Linked DNA regions of Zea mays: region 1 is linked to region 2. The links are chromatin contacts, called in public Hi-C maps. All regions are on one chromosome and are shown on one strand. The core of a region is the stretch at or near the end of the contact, and the rest is flanking DNA. Distances in the headings are between cores, read along the strand shown.

The links. A called contact is a pair of places that touch in the nucleus more often than the background predicts.
Region 1: a Hi-C map of leaf mesophyll shows a contact between it and region 2, with 3 times the contacts expected there. The contact joins the promoter of LOC103638011 here to the promoter of LOC100281980 in region 2. A contact is called at or near these places in 18 of 25 Hi-C or Micro-C datasets (bundle sheath, ear, endosperm and 5 more) and 2 of 3 datasets of contacts at active chromatin or transcription factors (leaf and seedling).

What each region holds. Positions count from the first base shown.
Region 1 is chr9:17,204,499-17,208,212 of Zm-B73-REFERENCE-NAM-5.0, reverse strand. It overlaps LOC103638011 (ALBINO3-like protein 2, chloroplastic), which reads right to left and starts at 1,428. Exons shown (of 15, transcript XM_008661016.3): 1 at 583-1,428; 2 at 299-405. The coding sequence starts at 1,067. It overlaps LOC103638012 (RNA polymerase II transcription factor B subunit 3), which reads left to right and starts at 594. Exons shown (of 5, transcript XM_008661020.3): 1 at 594-1,411; 2 at 1,515-1,588; 3 at 1,675-1,778; 4 at 1,918-1,986; 5 at 2,585-3,059. The coding sequence starts at 1,338. The coding sequence ends at 2,848. LOC100381803 reads right to left here. Exons shown (of 15, transcript NM_001365640.1): 15 at 3,217-3,714. The coding sequence ends at 3,377.
Region 2 is chr9:17,008,166-17,011,806 of Zm-B73-REFERENCE-NAM-5.0, reverse strand. LOC100281980 (40S ribosomal protein S30) reads left to right here and starts at 1,594. Exons shown (of 2, transcript NM_001245894.2): 1 at 1,594-1,674; 2 at 1,773-2,294. The coding sequence starts at 1,671. The coding sequence ends at 1,957. It also overlaps the pseudogene LOC100279382.

The sequences.
Region 1 (3,714 bases), core at 179-2,678, 200 kb before region 2:
AAATCAGGCTCCTGTTACGTAAGTATTTTGAGTTAAACAATACTAGGCAATAGGTGTTATCGTAGTATCGTACAATTACTTCAGGAGGGGATATTGACCTCTTTTTTGTTTGAATTGAGGCACAGGGGTATTGATCCTTAATTGTCAATGGAACGTATTAAATTGCATAAGGAAATCCGTTGGAATTTAGAATATACTTCTGCTCAATTTCTCTAAGATGGATAAAGAAAATGATTAGCCCACACGTTGCTGCATCACCAGACAATAGGAAGCTTGCAGATCAGGCAGCACAACTTACCTTTTCGGAACACTTCACCAATTTCAGCAGTCTTCTGTAACTGCACTATGAGGACGGGAAGTATCCACAATCTCATGGCCACAGTAGAAAAGGAGATTGTCATCCACCTGTCGTGAACATCAAAAATTAAACTTAAACTACATTCATTGGCTCAATTACAGGGGATATTCATAGCATAAGCAAAAGTACGAGCAAAAGCGTAGCCTCAAATTGGCACGAGACAGCATGTTGCCAAAAATAAACGGGAAATGGAATGTTTTTTTCAGCAGTGATGAGAGACCAACCACGGCAGTCCGGTGAGGCTATGGATCCCGTCCATGAGGTCCAAAACTGTGCTAACAGCCAATTCCGGCACTCCCCCGACGCCGTCGGCCGTGGCGCCGGCGGCATCTCCCACGGCATCCGCCGCAGCACCCGCCTCACTGACGACCCCTCCCCCGTCATCAACGATTGTCACGCCATCCAAGTGCACGCTTTCCTTCTCGATGTACACGTCCTCTCCGCGAGCGTCCGCGGCAGCGGTGCCGGGACTGCTATCAGACCCGGAGCCGGAGCGGGAGTACCAGGAGAAGCTTCGCCAGTGGAGAGCGAAAGGATGGAGCTCACGAGGGGGCAACGGGAGCGCGGGGGTCGGAAGTGGGTGGTGGTGGTGGCACGGGCTCTGGGAAGCGGCAGAGAGGTGAGCAACGGCGGCGGCGAGCGGCGGCGGGAGGAACCGGCGGCGGCCGATGAGACGAACCGCAAGCGCCATGGCGTTCGTCACGTGCATGCAAGTGACAAGTAAACCCTTGACATGTGCAAGATACTAGCTGTTGGATCGGTAATCAGACGGCTCAGATCGACTAAAACCAGCAATTTGTCGGAAGGACCTCTCATTTTTCTCCTAATTGCCGTTGAGGCATACCGCATACGTTTCTCCCCCATTCCTCTCCCCACTCCGAACCCTAGCCACCGTGCTCACTTCCCAGGTCGAACCCGCCGCGGCGCGAGTCCACGGCAGTGCAGGACCTGATCCTGCGGTCTAGGCCGCGGCGGTGAGATGGTGATGGTGTCAGGCGGCGGGGGGAACGCGTGGGCGAAGGAGATGACCCTCCGCCGCAGGATAGCCAGCATGTGCGCTGCACACCCTTAATCAATCTCTCTGTTATCTGTAAGAAAAGGGATTCTTTTCTATCAAGCTGCTAACGGCCATTATTTTGTATGGATTTGGGTTCAGATTCAACAAGACGCAGGAACACTTCCCTACTCTGAAAGACTACAACGATTATCTGGAAGAAGTTGAGGATATGAGTGAGTTGTTTCCCCTTTTCGTTAATCTATTATTCTTGAATTATACAGTTGGGAAAAACTTAGCAGGTTTGAATTTTCTTTTCAAGCTTTCAACCTGATCGAAGGGATAGATGTCGAGGAGATTGAAGCAAAAATTGCAAGATACCAACAGGAAAATGCGGAGCAGATATACTTGTCCAGAGCTAAAAGGGTGTGTATTGTCATGATCCGCGATGTAGTCTTATGGAGTACCAAAATTCCCGTTGAAATGTTTTACCCTAACCTTCGACATATTCATATATCCGATTGAGAAAGATTTATCTTTTATGTAATAATGTGTTCCTTTGTAGGCGGAAGATCTTGCGGCAGCACTTAAAGCAAGCAGGATGAACCCTGTAAAGGCCGAAGCAAATGATACGGTCAGTAGATATCTTCGAGATATATGTTTCCTTCGTAAATTAACTGTGAAGGTTATAAAATATGGGTTTTCTTTAGCTTAGAGATCTGATAATCTGATAGCTGGTTGTGTAAGTACACGAGCAATCCCATCATGCTGGTGTTACTGGTAAGTTACTTGCATCGGAAATATTTGGCACTAGTATTTAGCATGTCAACCAGGCAAACTTCTAGTAAATATCATGAGAATATGGTAGTGATGAAATGCTGAATCATGAAGTGACAGCTTTCAGATTTATCACCTTGACATCTTATCAACATGTTCTATTGGAAATTGTGATCGTAATCACAGTATTGGATGTATGCTTTGCACTAGAAAATAAAATTAATTATGCAGGAGTGGTGATTTAGTGATCAAAGGGGCAATTGAGTTTTAGGGTACGCAAGAATTTGCTATATATCTAGAATTCTAGATGCATAACAGAATGGATGTAGCGAAAAAGTCAAAGCGGCTTAGAATTTGGAACGAGAGGGAGTACTATTTTTTTTCTTGAGATGTTGATGCATTGATGCTGTGTTGGTGTAAATGCCAACACTTGGTGCTCTTGCAATCTGTAACAGGCTGCTGGGAGTTCTCAGGGTATTAGTGGCGGGGCAGGAGTTCAGGGCCAGTATGCACCTGCCGCTGTTCTTGGGGGAGTGGCTCAGCCTCGCCCCACAGGTATGGCGCCCCAACTAATCGGCAGTGGGTCGGATCCTCTGCAAGGAGACGACGAGGAGACCAGGAGACTACGCGCAGAGCGAGCAGCACGGGCTGGCGGATGGACTGCTGAATTGAGCAAGAGAAGAGCGCTGGAGGAGGCGTTTAGCGCCATATTCATCTAGGATTAGATCAAAAAGCAACACATGGCCTGGAGGAAAGCCAGCATACTTAAAATGGCTGTCAAACTACAAAGCGTTGGATGATCTGTGTCGTGATTATCTTTGGGACATGGAATTCTCACAAATTGTGGTGAAGCACCCTTTGTGTGCCTTTGGTTGCAAAAGCATGCTTTCTGTCCAAGCTAGAAAATGCACGTCGTTGTGTACTTGTTCATCTCAGGTCATCGTGACAGTCGTTCTTTTGTATAAGGACATGCGTACGCTTTACGAGCCTCACCTCAAACGTAAAAAGAAATTGCCCCTACGATATTTAATTTTATCAGAATTTCCTCTTCTAACTTGTGCCGATTCAGACAATTAAATGCATCCTTCCCTCTCAAAGTTATAGATAGCATGTCAAGTAGAGCTTGACTGTTACTTCAGTGCAACACGACAACAATGCCATTGCTTATGCGTTACAGATTTGCCCTTCTATCTAATCAACCAAATACATTTTGCATCGTAATAATCAGAATAAATTTAGCAAGCGAACTATCTCCGCTTGGTGACCGGGCTTACTTTGCAAACTTCCACGTCAAATCCAAAATCCATGAGAACAAGAATCCATGCACGCTGTTGCTCTGACAGCTGGTCCCTGGGTCCTTTGACCTCCACAAGTTTAGCCTCACCTCCACCTCTTTCATCAAGGAAACGCCATAGCAGCAGATCGGGCATTCCACTCGACCAGCTCCTGTAATCAACGGCTAGATGGCGGAGGAGCGATGCCAAACGGTGGCCACCAACGCATGCAACAACAGCCCGTAGATCAGTTAACGAATAACGGGCCCAGTTAACACCCTGGCAGGATGTCCCCTGATGTAGCTCCCATG
Region 2 (3,641 bases), core at 345-2,844:
GGCGGAGCGAGTGGAGGTCCCCGCCGGGGCAGAACTCCGTGACGACGCAGGAGAAGTGCGGCGCAGCGTCGAAGTCGGCGAAGAGCGTGGGCAGGACTTTTATTTAGATTTCGGTTCCGAGCTGCTGCTGCTAGTGCGTGAGCCATCGGTCGATAATTTCCGGAACAGAACACCTCTTGTGCCTGTTCGAGAAGTTCTGACGGGACTCTACTCCACGTGGCTCTTCCGTGCCCATAAAATTAGTGGAGTCTAGATTCGATCTGGACACCGCGTTGAATCGGTGGTGGATGTAATGAAAGAAGGCCGCCCAATGCCGCGTGAGCTGAACGGAGCCAGACGAGCAGGATGAGGAGGACGAGGCGGTGGTGGCGTCGTCGGCCGAGCACGACTTGGCGCAGTAGCTGGGGATGTAGTCGCAGAGCATGTCGGCGACGTCACGGTTGCGCGAGGAGAGCCCGCGCCCGGAGCTCCAGCGCCGCGCGAGTAGCTGACTCGTACGACGCCGCGCGAGCAGCTGTCGTAGCTGCAGCAGAAGCTCATTCGGCGACCATCATACACAAGCAGCCGCTCCTCCTTTGCCTGGAAGAATGCTCGGAGTGGTACAAGGTTCGGATGGCGCAGTCGGCCAACAACATCCATGTTCTGCTCGAACGCCTCTGCTTCCCGTGCTGCTGGGCCAATCTCGGCGGCGTCCAGCCTCTTCATCGCAATCATGGCGTAGACAAGAAGCGCGGCGAGGACAGACCCGGCAGCGACCGCGACGGCCAATTTGGTCATCCTCCGCCTCGCTCTCTTCGCATTTGGCACGGACGAATCCGGCACGCTCAGGTTCTCCTGCTGCGGCCCGCTGTCGCTAGCAGCAGCGTCTGCACAGGGGGAGTGGCGGTACCGTTCGCGCCGCCCCCGTGGAAGAAGAGGAGGTGGGAGCCGCGGCGGACCACTTCGTCGCAAAGGTTGGCGTCGAGACGGAGGAGGGTGAGGTGCAGGAAGGCGGCCTCGAGCGGAGAATCGAGAAGGTGTTGTTTGACTGCGTCCTCTTCTTCGTCCGGCTGGAAGGGGTGCTCGGTGTCGGCGTCGGCGGGGCAGGGCGGTAGCGGTGGAACTGCGACCCGAGCAGTAACGGCGCTGAAGACGGGAACGGTGGCTGCCCTGACTGATCCTCACGGTGGAGGATTAATCACTGTCGAACGCGTCTAAGAGAGAGCTCAAGTCCATATCGGCGTATGTGCGTTGTGTGAATCTCTAAATCATCCAAGACCTCGTCTACGCCTCTATTTCGTTGAAGCCGAACTTGTCGCGTTTTACAATGGCAAAAGTCTCCGCCAAACATGGTTTCCGTGGCCTCTGTTCTCCATCGTTTTCTTTCATTAATCCGTGAATCTCAATTCTCACTCGTGATCCACCGAGAGCGAGAGCGTTGTAAAGATAGGTTGGAACGGTAACATGAGGCCAGTGTGACAAAGCCCGTCAATCTTGTCCCCCACGGGCCACGACAGACCCTTCCTGAAGCCCAATCGGCCCGCACGCAAAAAACCCTCACGCGTATTAAGCCATCCCCCTCACCACCTAGGGTTTCCTTTTACAGCCGCCGCCGACGCCGCCGCCGACACCGACGCATCTCTCAGCCTCCCCGCACTCGCTTCCGTCGCCGCAGCCGCCACTTCGCAGCCATGGGTAACCCACCGCCAGCTCTCATTCTTCCTCACCTTTCGCTGCTCCCTCCTGTACTCACGCGCTGATCAAGGTGAGTCGCGTCCCGTGTCTATGCGCAGGTAAGGTGCACGGATCGCTGGCCCGCGCCGGGAAGGTCCGCGGGCAGACGCCCAAGGTGGCGAAGCAGGACAAGAAGAAGAAGCCCCGCGGCCGCGCGTACAAGAGGATGCAGTACAACCGCCGCTTCGTCACCGCCGTCGTCGGCTTCGGCAAGAAGCGCGGGCCCAACTCGTCCGAGAAGTAGGCGCGACGCCGTTGGGCTCGCATGCCTATGCCTATGCTCTTGCTCTTCCTGGTAGTAGTTTTCGTTGTGCAAGCAGAAGAAGATCTTTTTTTGTTGTTGTTCCAGTCTCAGTTTCGTGCGGTGAGATGAGAGCTTGAGATTATATGTCAACCTCCTTATTAATCGAGGATGAATTTTTGAGATATGATGATACGTGGCAATGACTTCTTGCCCCTTTTTGCATTCTTTGTGAAATGTTATGCAAATAGGTGGGTTAAATCATTCGTCGATTGGCTACATGACATTGACTAGATTTGCCTAATTTGTTTGTTTGGTTCGGCGTTCCTCGCTTGATTAAGGAACCTGCTGTTTTTTCACTCGTTATTGCTGGCATTATGGTCCAGTTATAAATTTGAATGGTTAGCCCACTTTGAAACCAGCTTGCTGATAAGATCTGTACTAGGTTCGGGTAGTTTGTGGGAGCGGAGCCGAGCCTGCTATTTGATTGAAGGTGCTTGTTCTATCCTTGTTTTGACACTGTAGAATGATAATTTGCGGTGTGAACGATAATTGGAAATGTAAGCCTTGTGTAAAGTGAGGTTCAAGCTTTGCTCAATCCCGATTCTCGAAGACGATTTGAGTCTCCAAACGATCTGTATTCCATTCCCCTGCCTCCAATCGTACCTTGGTTTGTAACCTGGTAGGGTTCCATTTTCTTGCGAGTCTCCCATGTTTGTTAGTGCAGCATTGCGAACAGCGGCTGTTGTGTTTTTGCAACCGAGTATGTGATTTTGAATTGAGGAACCTGTACATTTTTTATATTTCAATTTTTTGACAGCAAATCTGTTTCGGAAAGCTGAACTAAACACACGAAACACCAGTTTTCCTGATTTCCACAATCCTCTCTTTTGCAAAAAAAAAAAAAAAAAAATCTTCATACTTTTTTTTTATCTAACTTGCGGTCTATTGTTGTCGTGCGCCGTTAAGTGGTCTCTAGATAGAATGTGAGAAAACAGTCAGTCAAGTCTAATATCATACGGCGCTTCTCAATAGTACCGAGGACAAGTTGTTGAATTAGCTATAAAAAAAAGGATATGTCTCATTTTTAATATATCTTTCTCGAACTTTTGCTTAAGATAAAGTAACCTCTACAGTTTAGTATTGTTCATATGTCTCCTATAATTTTAAATTTATTTTTATGTAAATGCTCCACTTCAATTTTAAATTTTTTTTGGATTTAGAGATTAGGGTTTAGGGAGAGTCTATCACACTGCTGAACCATCTCTGATGATGGCGGTTGCTGCTCCTCTATTGCCTTCCTATTCTGAAACTGCAGCATCGATATTGATCTGCCAATCCTGGGCGCTTCAAGTTTTTTTTTTAGAAAAAAAAAACTGGGCGTTTCAGCTGCTGTGTGCGGATGCGCGCAATTGAGATTGCTGTCAGCTTTGACATGGTCCGATGGCCGTGCTGGGCCGAAGAGCGTGGCTGCTAGTGTATTGGGCCTGGCTGTCGTTCCTTCCGAATTCTGGTAGAGGCTCCCTTTTGTGCTTATAAATATATGATGGGCCGAGGCCTCAAAAAAGAAATGTAATCTGGCTGGAACGGCCTGGAATATCTGGATCCAGTGGAAACACCACCGACTACGGGCTTCGTCGAACGGAGGTGGGCCAGCACAGTAGAGCAGATTGTCCGGTGGCCCCGT